4 separate regions of the Sus scrofa genome follow, and regions 1, 2 and 4 are each linked to region 3. The links are chromatin contacts, called in public Hi-C and HiChIP or PLAC-seq maps. All regions are on one chromosome and are shown on one strand. Each heading gives the region's core, a stretch centred on a gene start, on an enhancer-like site or on the middle of the called end of the contact. The rest is flanking DNA. Distances are from core to core; before and after follow the strand shown.

Region 1 (3,147 bases), core at 214-2,713, 190 kb before region 3:
CTTTATTACTGCTGCCAATTTTAATTTTCAGCTGCTTTTTCCTTATGATTAGATTTTCTTTGGTGGTGGGGAGGGGGGGAATGGGGGGTTGGTGGCAGCATCCACAGCATGTGGAAGTTCCCAGGCCAGGGACTGAACCTGCACCACAGCAGTAACTCGAGCTGTTACAGTGACAATGCTAGATCCTTAACCTGCTGTGCCACAAGGGAACTCCTCTTTTTAACATCTTGTTGCTGTTCCATGGATGTAATACCACCCCCTCTGTATTGTTGATTATATTAATCGCTTTAAGGCATTTTTCTCTGTCCATTTGTGTTGTCTCTGGGCCCTCCATTACTTTTTTTTTTTTTTTTTTTCTTTTTAGGGTTGGACCTGCAACCTATGGAAGTTCCCAGGCTAGGGGTCTAATTGGAGTTGTAGCTGCCAGCCACAGCCACAGCAATGCAGGATCTGAGCCGGGTCTGTGACCTACACCGCAGCTCATGGCAATGCCAGATCCCCAACCCACCAAGCAAGGCCAGAGATCAAACCTGCATCCTCATGGATACCAGTCGGATTTGTTTCTGCTGAGCCATGATGGGAACTCCCCTCCATTCCTTTTTGTTTTGTTTGTTTTGACTTCTGTCTTCCACACTGCATACCTTCCTCAGATACCTGCTGATCCTTTGGTTTTCATTCATTCTTAACAATGAGGTCCTGACGAGTTGTTTGGATGCTGGGGCTGTGAGGGCTAAATCTTATCAAGTGGTGGGGCTCGCTGTCAGGTAATTGGGCCAGGATCAGACATCTCACTGGGCGAACTCCCAGATGTCAGTACTTAAGAGATCTCTTTTTTGGGGTCATTATGTTTCTCTAGAGAAGAAAGCTCCAGTGTCCTACCTGAGGGGTGTACAGTGGGCAGAGAGAATTCCGGGAACGGAGTGGCACAAAGGGGGAGGAGGTGGTGCTCCCCATTCAGTTTGTAAATTCTCACTTAATCCCCCCTTTAAAATACAGAGCCAGGAGTTCCTGTTGTGGTGAAGCAGAAACAAATCTGACTGGTAACCATGAGGTTGCAGGTTTGATCCCTGGCCTTGCTCAGTGAGTTAAGGATCCGGCGTTGCTGTGAGCTGTGGTGTAGATTGCAGACATGGCTCGGATCCCTGTGTTGCTGTGGCTGTGGTGTAGGCCGGTGGCTGTAGCTCTGATTCGACCCCTAGCCTGGGAACCTCCATATGCCACAGGTACGGCCCTAAAAAGCAAAAATAAAATAAAATAAAATAAAATACAGAGCCAGAGTTCCCATGGTGGCTCAGCAGTAATGAATCCAGCTAGTATCCAGGGGGACGCAAGTTCGATCCCTGGCCTTTAACCCACTGTGCAGGGCCGTGTCCTGTCGCTGCAGAGACACGGGTGATCTCACTGCACCACAGCAGGAACTCCTCACCCGGTCTGTTTGAGTGCAAGGTCATGCTCTGAGCCATCCTGCCAGCCTGCCTCCAAGCATGAGTCAGAGATGGTTTCCTCTTTCATCCTGGGCCCCAAGAGGAAGAAGACAGAGCAACCCCCAATGGGACTGATGCTGTGAGCGAGAGAGAAATCTTGATGGTCATAAACCTCTTAAGATTCTGAGTTTGCCTGTTACTGCAGCACAACATATCAAAAGCTAATAACAGGAATTCCTGTCGTGGCTCAGTGGTTAATGAATCTGACTAGGAACCATGAGGTTGTGGGTTCGATCCCTGGCCTTGCTCAGTGGGTTAAGGACCCGGTGTTGCCGTGAGCTGCGGTGTAGTTCACAGACTCGGCTCAGATCTGGCATTGCTGTGGCTGTGGTGTTGGTCGCAGATGTGGCTCGGATCCCGAGCTGCTGTGGCTGTGGTGTAGGCTGGCGGCTACAGCTCCATTTAGACCCCAGCCTGGGAACCTCCATATGCTTTGGGTGCGGGCCTAGGGGGAAAAAAAAAAAAGCTAGTAACAGCAGCAGCTTGAGGTGGGGGGGGGTCCAGGTAACCCCAGGATGATATTGGGGGAGGGAAGCTCCAGTCAGGGAAAGTCACCAGGTAAGATGGGCAGGTGGGAGAGACAGGCAGTTTGTGAGATTGACAACAGCAGTACCTGTGACAGTGAGAGGCATGTCCTTTATCCTGCAGCGGAGGCAAGATGATTGTAGTTCAGTAGTAATGAATCCAATGAGGATCCGTGAGGACGCGGGTTCCATCCCTGGCCTCATTCAGTGGGTCAGGGGATCTGGCGTTGCCCTGAGCTGCGGTGTAGGTCACCCGACGTGGTTCAGATCCTGAGATGCCACGGCTGTGGTGTAAGCCGGCAGCCACAGCTCTGATTCGACCCCAAGCCTGGAAACTTCCATATGCCACTGTGTGGCCCTGAAAAGACAAAAAAAAAAAAAAAAAAAAAGATGATTTATTGAAATATTGTGTGTTACTTCTTCCCTGGGCTCTCTCAAGCAGGGAGCCAGTCCCTTGGTATTTCCTTGCTTTGGGTATTTTTGGTGGTCAGAGCACAGAAGCTTCTGGAAGTCAGTGGCTCTCTTTTGTAATAACCTTGACTCTCTGGAGATTCTGTGACACATCCTGGAAGAAGAGAAAGAAAGGGTGGGCCTTTAGGAGCCAAAAGGAGGGAGAGAGAGATTTCTGCCCCAGAAGGGGAAGGGGCAGAGTGTGACTCCATGGGGAGGGCTGAGGATGGTTCCCATTCTCTGGCTCTGGGCAGGGCTCAGGAGATGACAAGGCCTTGGAGGGAAAGGCCGCCTGGTGCACCCAGGGAGGGCGGGCCTTAGACACAGAGTGCACACCCCTTCCCTGAATTTCCACACCCTGAGAGCCACCCCAAATTGGCCGAGCCCCCACACCTGAGGGAGCATAGGGCTGGGGCTGGGGACAGTCCTGCAGCCACTGGTGTGACCAGAAGGGCCACCCCAAGGCTCTGGTCCCGTCTAAGACCCTGGGACCTTGAGAAAACATTGGGGTGGAGGGAGGAAAGCTGAATGATATACCTGAGCTTGAATTTCTTTTAAGTGTTTTTTTTCCCCTTTTATTATTAAAATTATTTAACTTTTTTCCTACACTAGGGATATAATATATTCTCAACTGTAAAAGATTCAAGTAGTACATGAGTACCCTGGAACAAGCAATGAAAAATCTCTTT
Region 2 (3,301 bases), core at 526-3,025, 180 kb after region 3:
AGGTTTTGCTATTAAGGGGGGATGTTAATAATACAAGTTGAATTACAATGAGGTATCATCTCACACTAGTCAGAATGGGCATCAACAAAAAAATCTACAAATAACAGATGCTGGAGAGGGTGTGGAGAAAAGGGAACCCTCCAACACTGTTGGTGGGAATATAAATTGGTGTAGCCACTATGGCGAACAATATGGAGGTTGCTTAAAAAACTAAAAATAGAGTTACCATATAATCCAGAGATCCCATGCTGCTACCAGCATATATCCAAAAGAGAGGAAATCTCTAGTTCAAAAAGATACATGCACCCCAAAGTTCACAGCAACACTGTTTACAATAGCTAAGACTTAGAAGCAACTAAATGTCCATCACAGGTGAATGAATAAAGATGTGGTACATATAAACAATAGAATATTCGGAGTTCCAGTCGTGGCTCAGTGGTTAACAAACCCGACTAGTATCCACAAGGACTCGGGTTTGATCCCTGGCACCACTCAGTAGGTTAAGGATCTGGCATTGCCGTGAGCTGTGGTGTAGTTCGTAGACTGGGCTCAGATCCCTTGTTGCTGTGGCTATGGTGTTGGCCAGCAGCTACAGCTCCGATTCAACCCCTCGCCTGGGAACCTCCATATGCCATGGGTGTGGCCCTAAAAAGACAAAAGACCAAATATATATATATATATATATATATATATATATAGAGAGAGAGAGAGAGAGAGAGAGAGAGAGAGAGAGAGAGAGGGAGGGAGGGAGAATATTACTCAGACATAAAAAGAATGAAATAATTCCTTTTGCAGCAACACGGGATGGATGTAAAGATTATTATACTAAGTGAAGTCAGTCAAAGACAACTATCATATGATATCACTTATAAGCGGAATCTAAAAAACCGATACAAATGAACTTAATTATGATTAATTATGAAACAGAAATAAGACACAGATAGAACACCATTAGAGCAGAGTTAAGAGAATGGAATTAGGCAACTACAAGCCAAAGAATGCCAAAGATTGTGGGATGGACCACACCAGAAACTAGGAAAAGGTAAGGGTTTTACCTAGTCTCACAGGAAACACGATCCTGATGACCCCTTTTTTTCGGACTTCCATCTTCCAAAACTGTGAGAGAACAAATATCTGTTGTTTTAAACCATTCAATTTGTGTTACTCTGTTATGACAGCCTAGGATACTAGGACAACAGCAATTTTAATTTCTAATTTACCTTCCCGGTCCCCAAAGTGCCATAGCCACAGTCCAGTTCAGGACTACTTAGGCGCTCAATCCTGTCCTTGGTAAAGGGATGAGTAAATTTCCATCAGTCCAGTAGTCAAGAATTACCAGGTACTTATGAGCTACTGCTGTGAGATGCACAACCAATGCAGCAAATGACAGCCATTACTGCGACAAGATATGGACCCACATTGATAAACGAATGATAGTAAGGTACTAAAAACGGCACGGGGAGGTGGAGCGAAGCGAGAAACGAGGACAGCTGGGGGCAGAGGGGCTTCGATTTCCCGGAGGACACCGTTGGGAGAATATGGTTGTTTTTTGAGATGGAGTCTACAAGCTGCTCTCTCAAGCCCTGCTGAACGGGTCCCAGGCCTGTCCCCACCGCCATGGACACAGCAGCAATAACCTCCCACACTGCGTGCCTCCAGTCGACCCTACAGAGTGGTAAGCAGCCCATTGAAGTGGCGTCATCGCCTAATCCTTTACGCGCCTGCGCGGCGCCTCGACGCGACCCGCCCCCTCACGCTGTTGCGTGGGGCCGGACTTCCTCCAGCGCCCCGGAAGCCGGAACGACCTGTTTTCCGCCTGCTGAGGAAGGAATTGCCACCGAGATCGGAGACGGTAGGGGATGTTGTTTACACGGCGTAAAGTGAGGCCGAGTTCCGGCCACCCAGCGGGGTAGGTGACAGCAGCGTCCTTATAGGCAGTCAGTCTGGAGTATAGGGCTTCAGAGGATGCGGCGGGGAACCGAAGTAGAGGTGAGGGGTCGAGGTATCTGTCGCCGGGCCAGGGCCACCAGCGAGGAAGGGCTCATTCCAAACACACTGTGCTCACCTTTCTCAACTTCGTGTGAAAAACGAGCTTGGTTGCACATGGAGCTGTCGTAGGGATAAATGTGGAAGGGAGAAGTCCACACTCAAAAAGATTAAGAACAAATTTCAATAGGCGAAATTTCACATGGGAAATGCCCTTTGTTGCATGAGGTATGTAACGTGAAGTTCTGTACAAACCCAGACGTTGTAAGACGGCTTGAGGCAGCAGCTCATGTTGCATTAATTGGAAAAAGTACACCCTCAGTTAGTAATAAGTTTCCCGAATCAGCCAGCAAGTTCATTTGGTATTACGGTGGAACTGAGCTGTATAGGTCATACCCCTCCTTTCCTCTTAAGCGCAGTGTCTGAGAGGAGACAGGCTGAAAGTTAAACAGATTATTATTGACAGAAACAGGACTAGAAATGAGATTTCTTCATTTCCAACCCCAAATTCTTTCCTTCACATCGTACTGCCTTCGCTTTTTATTTTTAAAAAAATTTTATTTATTTATTTATTTTTGTCTTTTTGCCTTTTCTTGAGCTGCTCTCGCGGCATATGGAGGTTCGCAGACTGGGGGTCTAATCAGAGCTGTAGCCGCCGGCCTACGCCACAGCCACAGCAACGCCGGCTCTTTAACCCACTGAACAAGGACAGGGATCGAATCTGCAACCTCATGGTTCCTAGTCGGATTCATTAACCACTGGCCACGAGGAGAACTCCTTTGCTTTTTATTTATTTATCTTTGCCTTGTATTTATCTTTGCTATTTATTTATTTATTCTTTTTAGGGCCCCACCCTCAGCATATGGAAGTTAAGTTCCTAGGGGTGGAATGCGAGCTGTAGCTACTGGCCTGCCACAGCCAGGGCAAAATCCCTACCGCATCTGCGACCTAGTCTGCAGCTTGCTGCAAGGTTGGATCCTTAACCCCCTGATTGAGGCCAGAGATCAGACTGCATCCTCTGGAGACTATGTTGGGTCCTTAACCTGCTGAGCCACAATGGGAACTCCTCATATTGTCTCTTTGGATTACTAAACAGTTTCTCTTCAATATTGGCTTATGTTTGGGTTGTTTTCTAAACCTCTTAGGCTTGCCCACTTTCCTACAAGACTTTTCCATCTAATAGTATGAGAAAGATAATAAAGACAATGCACAAAACTTTTAAACAGCACAAGCACTAAACAAGTATTACTTAAGGAGACAGATGAAGTGTGACTGCATTGTAATCTACAGGATCTGACCTAGACTTCAGGGCTAC
Region 3 (3,196 bases), core at 500-2,999:
AAAAGAACCAGGGCTGGAACCAAGGGGAGGCAAATGTGAGAAGCCAGCCAGGAAAGAAGGAGTGCCCTGAGAAGAAGAGCCACTGGATTTGGGAGTTATCTTCATGAGAAAAGCAAACTGAACCTACAGTAACAAGCTAAACCCATTTTGGAGGCAGTCTAGTTTAGTGGTTAGCAGTATGGATGAAATTCTCATTCCTGCCACCTACTAATTTTGCAATTACCATCTTATAAAATGTAATTAACAGGACATGCCTATAGGATATTGTGAGAAAAAGGAAAACAACGCACAAAGAATGTTGAGAATACTTGATGTATTTTATGGATTCAGTAAGTGTTACCTATCACAGAGAGAATGCTACTGATGGTGACCAGGGGCGCCCTACTTCAGGAATTCAGCAAACACTTACCAAGAGTTTCAGCATCTCCTTAGTGTCAGGATCTACTTCAATGATCTCCTGATCCAGGGCTGAGACCTAGAAGGAACAAGGCAGGCCCCAAATAGCAATGAGTTATCTCTCACTTTCCGTGCCTTTTCTCCAAGATTCTTAAATGAGGAAAAAAAAGGGTGGTGGGGTGAGGGGGGAAGACAGGGGACATAAGAGGACAGAACGGGATCTCACAAGTTCGCTATGTAGAAAACCTTAAGACTGGGTTTATACTTCAGAAATACCATGCTAGAGCAAATAAACCAGATGACATGGTAAGTCACCAAAGCAGCATCGTTACAGGCCCTCATGTGTAAAAGAGAATGAACTCACATGGGCCCAACAGGGAAGAACAAAAACTAACACACAGGCAGGTAGATCAGGGGCAAGTTCAGACTCAGCTAAGGTCTCCTTGAAAACCTTGTATCTCAAATGGTTCTCAGGAACACTGTTTTATCTTCTAAGATGAACCAGAGGCCCAGAGAAAGATCTACAAAGTTTACCTCGGGCACGTAGTTGTCTCTCCTCTCTCTCTCCTCCTCCTGCAGCTTAATGGAGATACCCCTCACTGGTCCTCTCTGAATCCGCTTCATCAGATGTGTGACATAGCTACAAAGCACAAATGTCCAGGAACACTGAGAAGGCACGCTGGCTCCCACTGGTACAGGGAACCTCTGGAGGAGTTTTAGTTCTTTCCACAGTGAGAAGGGAGAGGATTTACCATTTTAGGAGCCCTGATTCTGAATCTCCTGCACACACCCAACCCCTACACGCAGCTCCGCTTACACAGGCACGCCGGTCCCTTCGGGGTCCTATATCCTCTATGCAAATTCACTCTCCCAAGTTACTAAAACCTCCCAACAAACTTTCCTGCTCTCTCCCAGGAATCATTTTCTTTCCTCCGAGTTACAATCTACACAACTGAGCATTTAATCTCGTTGTCCTTTACTGTAAATGTCAACCTTCCAGGGATCGACCGTGGCCAACCTCGTCAAGTGCCGTCGCCCGTCAAGCCGCCAAACACAAAGCGAACACAAGACAACCGCTGCAAGAAACCCGGCAAATGCACACCCCCAGCGCCCCGCCCGAATCGGAGCCCAAACGGCCCCGCGGGGCCGTGGCTCCGCATCTCCCACCCGGCGCGGGAGCCGAAGGCCGGGCCAACTCACCCTGCGATCTTGTTGCGGAGCTTCTTGCTGGGAATAATGGCAATCTCCTCGCACACGCGCTTGTTGGTGTGGAAGTCGTTGCCCAGGCGCGTGTAGTACTTCTCAATGATGACCCGGGCAGCCTTCTTCACGGTCTTGGTGCGAACGCGCCCCTGCGGGTGGAGAAGACAGGGTCACTCCTGACTCAGGGTGCCCCTCCGGGAGCAGCGCGGGGACAGCCTGACTGGAGCGGGGTTCGCGGCCCGGAGCTAAGCCCGGGAGAGGGCCAGCCAGGTGAGGCTGGAGCGCCGGGTCAACGCGGAAACCAGCGGCCCACGGAGGCTTCGGCCTCACAGGCCCCGGCACACCGCCCTGCGGGCTGGGGGCGGTGGAAAGTGGCGGATGGAGGAGGATTGGAGGGATGGCAGCTTTGAGCCAAAACACCTACCATCTTGGCGGGTTCTCGGTAAAAGAGGAAACAGGAAGCACAAGAGAGGCCTATAAAGCGCAGGCCAGAAAGCCGCTTCCGCCTAGCCTGGGACTTGCTGAGCCGCCTCCAGGGAACCACAGCGACCCCTGGCAGAGCGGGGCGGAAGTGTGGCCGGAGCCGCCGTCCAGTAGGCGGAGCGAGTGCTTGAGCCTCCCCCTGATGGGTGGAGCTTACCTTCCACCTCCAGCCACGTCTAAGGCTGTCTTGGGCAGGCTTCTCAAGCCCGATTCTTGTGATTAGATCGCCGGAGTGCTCTACACTAGGAGTTGAACATCTCTTCTTCACAGGCCGAGGAGAAGGAGGAAGGCTTAAGAGCTCTAGCTAAGGCAGGAGCGAGGAAAAGTGAGGGGATGCGGATGGCGCCCGGGATAGGGCCGCCTCCCAGTGCTTGGGTCAGAGACTTGTCTAACCTTGCGTAGGTTAGACACAGGTGCAACTGGGAGAGAATTGTCTCACTTCTTCCCAGTCGTTTGCTCAGGTGTCACTATACCAAAGGGGCTTTCCCTACAGTTTATATAAAGTAGTACCGTTACCCTTTTAGTTTTTTAGCATCACTATCTTTTTTTTTTTTTTTTTTTTAACGGAGCGCAGCAGTAGTTCTCCTTGTGGTGCAATGAGATCAGCGGTGTCTCTGCAGCCACTGGGACTCAGGTTCCAGCACAGCACAGTGGGTTAAGGATTTGGTGTTGCCACCCTCAGATCTGATCCCTGGCCAAAGAACTCCACAAGCCTCAGGGAGGCCAAAAATGAAAAAAAAAGGGGGGGGTGTTCCTGGGTCAGGGATTGAATGAGAGCTGGAGCTGCGACCTACACTGCAGCTGTGGCAATGCCAGCTCCTTTAACCCACTATGCCAGGCTGGTAATTGAACCTGCACCCCCAAAAGGCACCCAAGCTGCTGCAGTTGGATTCTTAACCTATTGTGCCACAGTGGGAATTCCTAGCATTGCTATCCTTTTAAAGTTGCTTTGGTATTTCTTAGCACATGTCACAGTGACTTGTCTGTTTTCCCAGCCAAGAGTGAGTTCTGTACCCGTAAGAGCTGTTTTGCCCTTGAACAGTGCCCAGCAAAAAGTAAATTTCTCAAATATTTAAGTGAAGGGCCCAGTTCACCTGCAGTTCTCCCAACTAAA
Region 4 (3,434 bases), core at 786-3,285, 170 kb before region 3:
CAGGGATCAAACCTGCATCCTCATGTATGCTAGTCAGATTCCTTTCCACTGAACCATGATGATAACTCCTTTTTTTTTTTTTTTTTTTTTTTTTTTTTTTTTTTTTTTTAAGGGCTGCACCTGCACAAATGGAAGTTCCCAGGCCAGGGGTGGAATTGGAGCTCTAGCTGCTGGCCACAGCCACAACCACAATACTGAGCCACATCTTTGACCTACATCGCAGCTCACAGCAATGCTGGATTCTTAACCCATTGAGCAAGGCCAGGGATTGAACCTGAGTCCTCACAGGTAATAGTCAGATTCATTACTGCTGAGCCATGACAGGAACTCCCAATAGCAGGCTTCGAATGCTAACTCTTCAGTGTGGAAGGAAGTAGAGCCAAGAGGGAGCACTGACTGTATAAATGATCAGCTTAGGTATAAGAAGTGTGGAAACAGAGTCGGTTTGGGTTTTAGACAAATAAAGCTGTGTGGGACCCTGCATCTTCATGTCCCTCACGAACTGGTGAAGGGGGCCACAGGAGGAGTCTCCCGGGAATGGCCTGTGCTAGTGGGTGGACAGGGCCCAGGCTGGCATCTGTCCTAGCCCCACTGACCTCATGCCTGAGTCTGAAGAGTAAGAACTGAAGTTGACATTCAGCTACAACTCTGAGCCTGGTGGGGGTCAAGCAGCTCTGCTTGGGGGTCCATGCACCTGGGTGGAAGGCACGGGGGGTTGTGGCGGAGTGTGTTCCTGTGTTGCCCAGAACTTCCAGGTGCCCACAGAGCTGGGGTGCCTCTCTGCTATGAACTTCACCTTGAGAGATTCAACACAGGGGCTCGGGAGTCCTGGGTAAGCCAGCAGGTGGCACATTCAAGGTTTGGGTTATTTCTGTCATTGTAACACCTTTTGTGTCCCCCGTCACTCAAAATGCAAGTTATGGCCAGGGAAGAAGTAGGAGGCATCCGATGTAAGGCGCTTGAAGCTGGGATGGGAGGCAGGTGGCGGGAAGAGACTGTGACTTCCTGGAGTGTCCCAGGCTGAGTTCCAGAGTATTACAGAAGTGAGTGGGGGGTTACTCCTTGTGACCCCAGAAGCGGGCAGATGATTCCTACCTTTCCTGTCTGTCCCTGCTTCATTCTTAGCCTTAGGTCTTTAAGTCTAAGTCCCCAAATTGCAGAGCTGGGAATCAGTCAACATGGCTGTCCAGCAGTTCTCTGAGCACAGAGAGGGTAAGTGACCAGCTCAGGATGGCAATGAAGGTAGCCAGTGAGGCAGGGGCTGGGGATAGAAGTCCGCACTCCTAATTAGAAAAGGGGTTGCTCAAGAATTTCCAAGGAGAGGACAGGATGCTGAGGTTCTGCCTGTGAGGCAGGGGGGTGGGGGCGAGAGGGCAGTCTATAGTGGCAGGAGGAGGCAAGGTCAGTGCTGGGAGTCATCAAGGCCAGACTTCTCAGCGCCAGGAGGGGAGGACAGAGGGCGTGAGATAGTCTTTCAAGCACTCTGATGGTTCAAAGCGTTTTCTGCATGAATTACTCTTTATTTAGAAGGGTCCAGATTCTGCCTGGAAAAATTACCTTCTAAAATCTGCAGAACAAGCACAGAAAGCACACTACAATTTAGATGGAATAACCGATGACAGAAAAATCTTTTCCTGTGCCTTTCAACTGGGTACTTTTATAGGACGAGGAGGCATAAATCCCTAATTATTGCTTAAACTTGATAATGCTCGTCACGTGCCAGTGGTTTGGGCCAGCTCGGCTAGTAGAAAGGGCCAGCAGCACAAAGCTGCTCTCAAGTTACCGGTCATTTCTACCCAGTGCGCACCTCGGGCCCAGAAGATCACGGCTTGAGGTGCGCCGCCGGTTTGGATCCTAGCTCTTTGAAGCCCAAGCCATCGCGGAATCCGGCGCCCGAGGCTGTGTGATCCTAGCGCCGCAGAAGGGACTCCAGCCCAGAGCACACCTCCGGGTCTTTACAGTAGCTGGGCGTCCGGCTGGAGAGGCGGCAAACCAGGGTCGCTCCGGGGCCGCGCTAGGAAAAGGTGTGGACCGCGGGAGAGGAAAGGGACCCGCAGCGCCAGAGTCTCCGCGGACTTGGAGCCTCAGAGAGGGCGGGAGTGCGGGCAGGTCCGAGGTGGGCTGCGCCGGGGTACGTGATGGGACACCCAGGGGCGCCACCCTCCAGCTGATCGGGGGAGGGAAGACTCAGGCACGGAAAGGTTAAGTGATTCGCCCAAGGTCACACAGCGAGCTGGCGGCGATCTGTGTGGGATTGCAGTTCTGAAAGCGCGTCTGGCATCATCACAACCCTCGCCCTGCACGGCGGACGCCTGGTTCTGCTCCAGCAGGCCAGGGAGCCTTTGGGGTCTTGGGCGCCCCCGTCTTTGGTTCAGATGAGTATCATTGGTTGGCATCCCCAACCTGTCGCGAAAGTAGCTTCTCAGCATCCCAGCATCGCAGCCTCTCCGTTGCCAGTGCAGGCAAGCATGGTGCCCCAGGTCTTGGCGCGCGAGGGAGCGCACAGGGACTGAGACCCCCGACCATAACGCCCAGTCCCCACCTGCCTGGGATCGGAGTACGGGTGCCCTCATTGCCCTGTCCCCCCCGCCCCATGGAGATCCTTCCAGAGGCCTCTTTAATGGATGCGCGCTCCAAGGCTCAGAGATAGTGACCTGAACGAAGTCATGCAGCTGCTAAGTTATACAGTTGGGGGATTCGAACTCAGGGGCTTGGGTTTTGGCGGCCGCGGAACCGAGGTCAGAGCCCACGCGCCCAGGGTGGCTGTGTGTGGCCTTGGGCAAGTCGCTCTCCTACTCCCGGCATTGGGGCAGCGCGCCCCTCCCGTCGTGGCCGCGCATGCTCAGTGGCGGGCGGTGCCGGGAGGCGGCGGCGGGCGCCCCAGCTGCTTTGCATTGACGCCAGCACCCGCTGGAGGTCACCGCTGGGGGCTGGGCGCGGCAGGCTGCCGGCAAGACCCGGCCCGGAACACGGAGCCGGAGCTGCAGCCCGCAGCTCCCGGGTGAGCGTCGCCGCTTTTCAGCGCTTCTCGACGGCGCGGCCCCAGGTCCGGCTGGAAGTAAGGGCTCTCCTTCCCCACCGGGGCGTTCGCAGCCTCGCAGCCCTGAGGGGCTTCCTCAGGCCCCCACCCCTCAACGGCGAGAGACCTAGGCTACCTCTCTCCTCTACCAGCCCTCAGATCAGGGGCATTTATTCGTGGGACAGCAGGCGGAGCGGCGTGGGTGCCCGGGCCAGGGGAGGCAGCGGCTGCAGCGCCGCGGAGCGGGCGCGGGCTTGGCGGAGAGCTCACCTCCCCTGGGGGTCGCACCGCCCCACGGCTAGGGCGGCGTCGCTCGCGCGGCGCGGACTCGCCGGCTCTCGGGTCGGGAGAGCGCAAATCTCCTCCCCCGAAATTCCCCGGAAGCGCGGTGCGGCCGAGGCGAGCGCGGCGATGT

Evidence for each region. Hi-C and Micro-C count contacts between places; a contact is called where the count stands out from the background. HiChIP or PLAC-seq counts read pairs in DNA pulled down with a chosen protein or histone mark.
Region 1: a contact with region 3 is called in a Hi-C map of alveolar macrophages, with 4 times the contacts expected there. The contact joins the enhancer-like site here to the promoter of RPS17 in region 3. A contact is called at or near these places in 3 of 5 promoter capture datasets (fetal liver, fetal skeletal muscle and liver), 21 of 47 Hi-C or Micro-C datasets (alveolar macrophages, blood, embryonic fibroblasts and 11 more) and 2 of 2 datasets of contacts at active chromatin or transcription factors (alveolar macrophages and skeletal muscle).
Region 2: a contact with region 3 is called in an H3K27ac HiChIP or PLAC-seq map of alveolar macrophages. The contact joins the promoter of AP3B2 here to the promoter of RPS17 in region 3. A contact is called at or near these places in 3 of 5 promoter capture datasets (fetal liver, fetal skeletal muscle and liver), 2 of 47 Hi-C or Micro-C datasets (heart right ventricle and liver) and 2 of 2 datasets of contacts at active chromatin or transcription factors (alveolar macrophages and skeletal muscle).
Region 4: a contact with region 3 is called in an H3K27ac HiChIP or PLAC-seq map of alveolar macrophages. The contact joins the promoter of PDE8A here to the promoter of RPS17 in region 3. A contact is called at or near these places in 1 of 5 promoter capture datasets (fetal skeletal muscle), 2 of 47 Hi-C or Micro-C datasets (embryonic fibroblasts and fetal heart ventricle) and 2 of 2 datasets of contacts at active chromatin or transcription factors (alveolar macrophages and skeletal muscle).

The regions. Positions count from the first base shown.
Region 1 is chr7:52,578,942-52,582,088 of Sscrofa11.1, reverse strand. No RefSeq gene overlaps it. Among named protein-coding and RNA genes, the nearest start is that of PDE8A, 22 kb to the right of the region's middle. Within about 2 kb of position 1,463, at least 9 of the 83 cell types and tissues checked have an H3K27ac peak or open chromatin away from gene starts, as enhancers often do. A contact at or near this core is called in alveolar macrophages, where this site is marked.
Region 2 is chr7:52,201,123-52,204,423 of Sscrofa11.1, reverse strand. It overlaps AP3B2 (AP-3 complex subunit beta-2), which reads right to left and starts at 1,775. Exons shown (of 30, transcript XM_021098893.1): 1 at 1,638-1,775; 2 at 1,056-1,116. LOC102161631 (a long non-coding RNA gene) reads left to right here and starts at 1,774. Exons shown (of 4, transcript XR_002345779.1): 1 at 1,774-1,909.
Region 3 is chr7:52,384,895-52,388,090 of Sscrofa11.1, reverse strand. RPS17 (ribosomal protein S17) reads right to left here and starts at 1,749. Exons shown (of 4, transcript NM_001001634.1): 1 at 1,597-1,749; 2 at 931-1,036; 3 at 410-475. The coding sequence starts at 1,749.
Region 4 is chr7:52,557,083-52,560,516 of Sscrofa11.1, reverse strand. PDE8A (high affinity cAMP-specific and IBMX-insensitive 3',5'-cyclic phosphodiesterase 8A) reads left to right here and starts at 2,035. Exons shown (of 22, transcript XM_021098898.1): 1 at 2,035-2,131.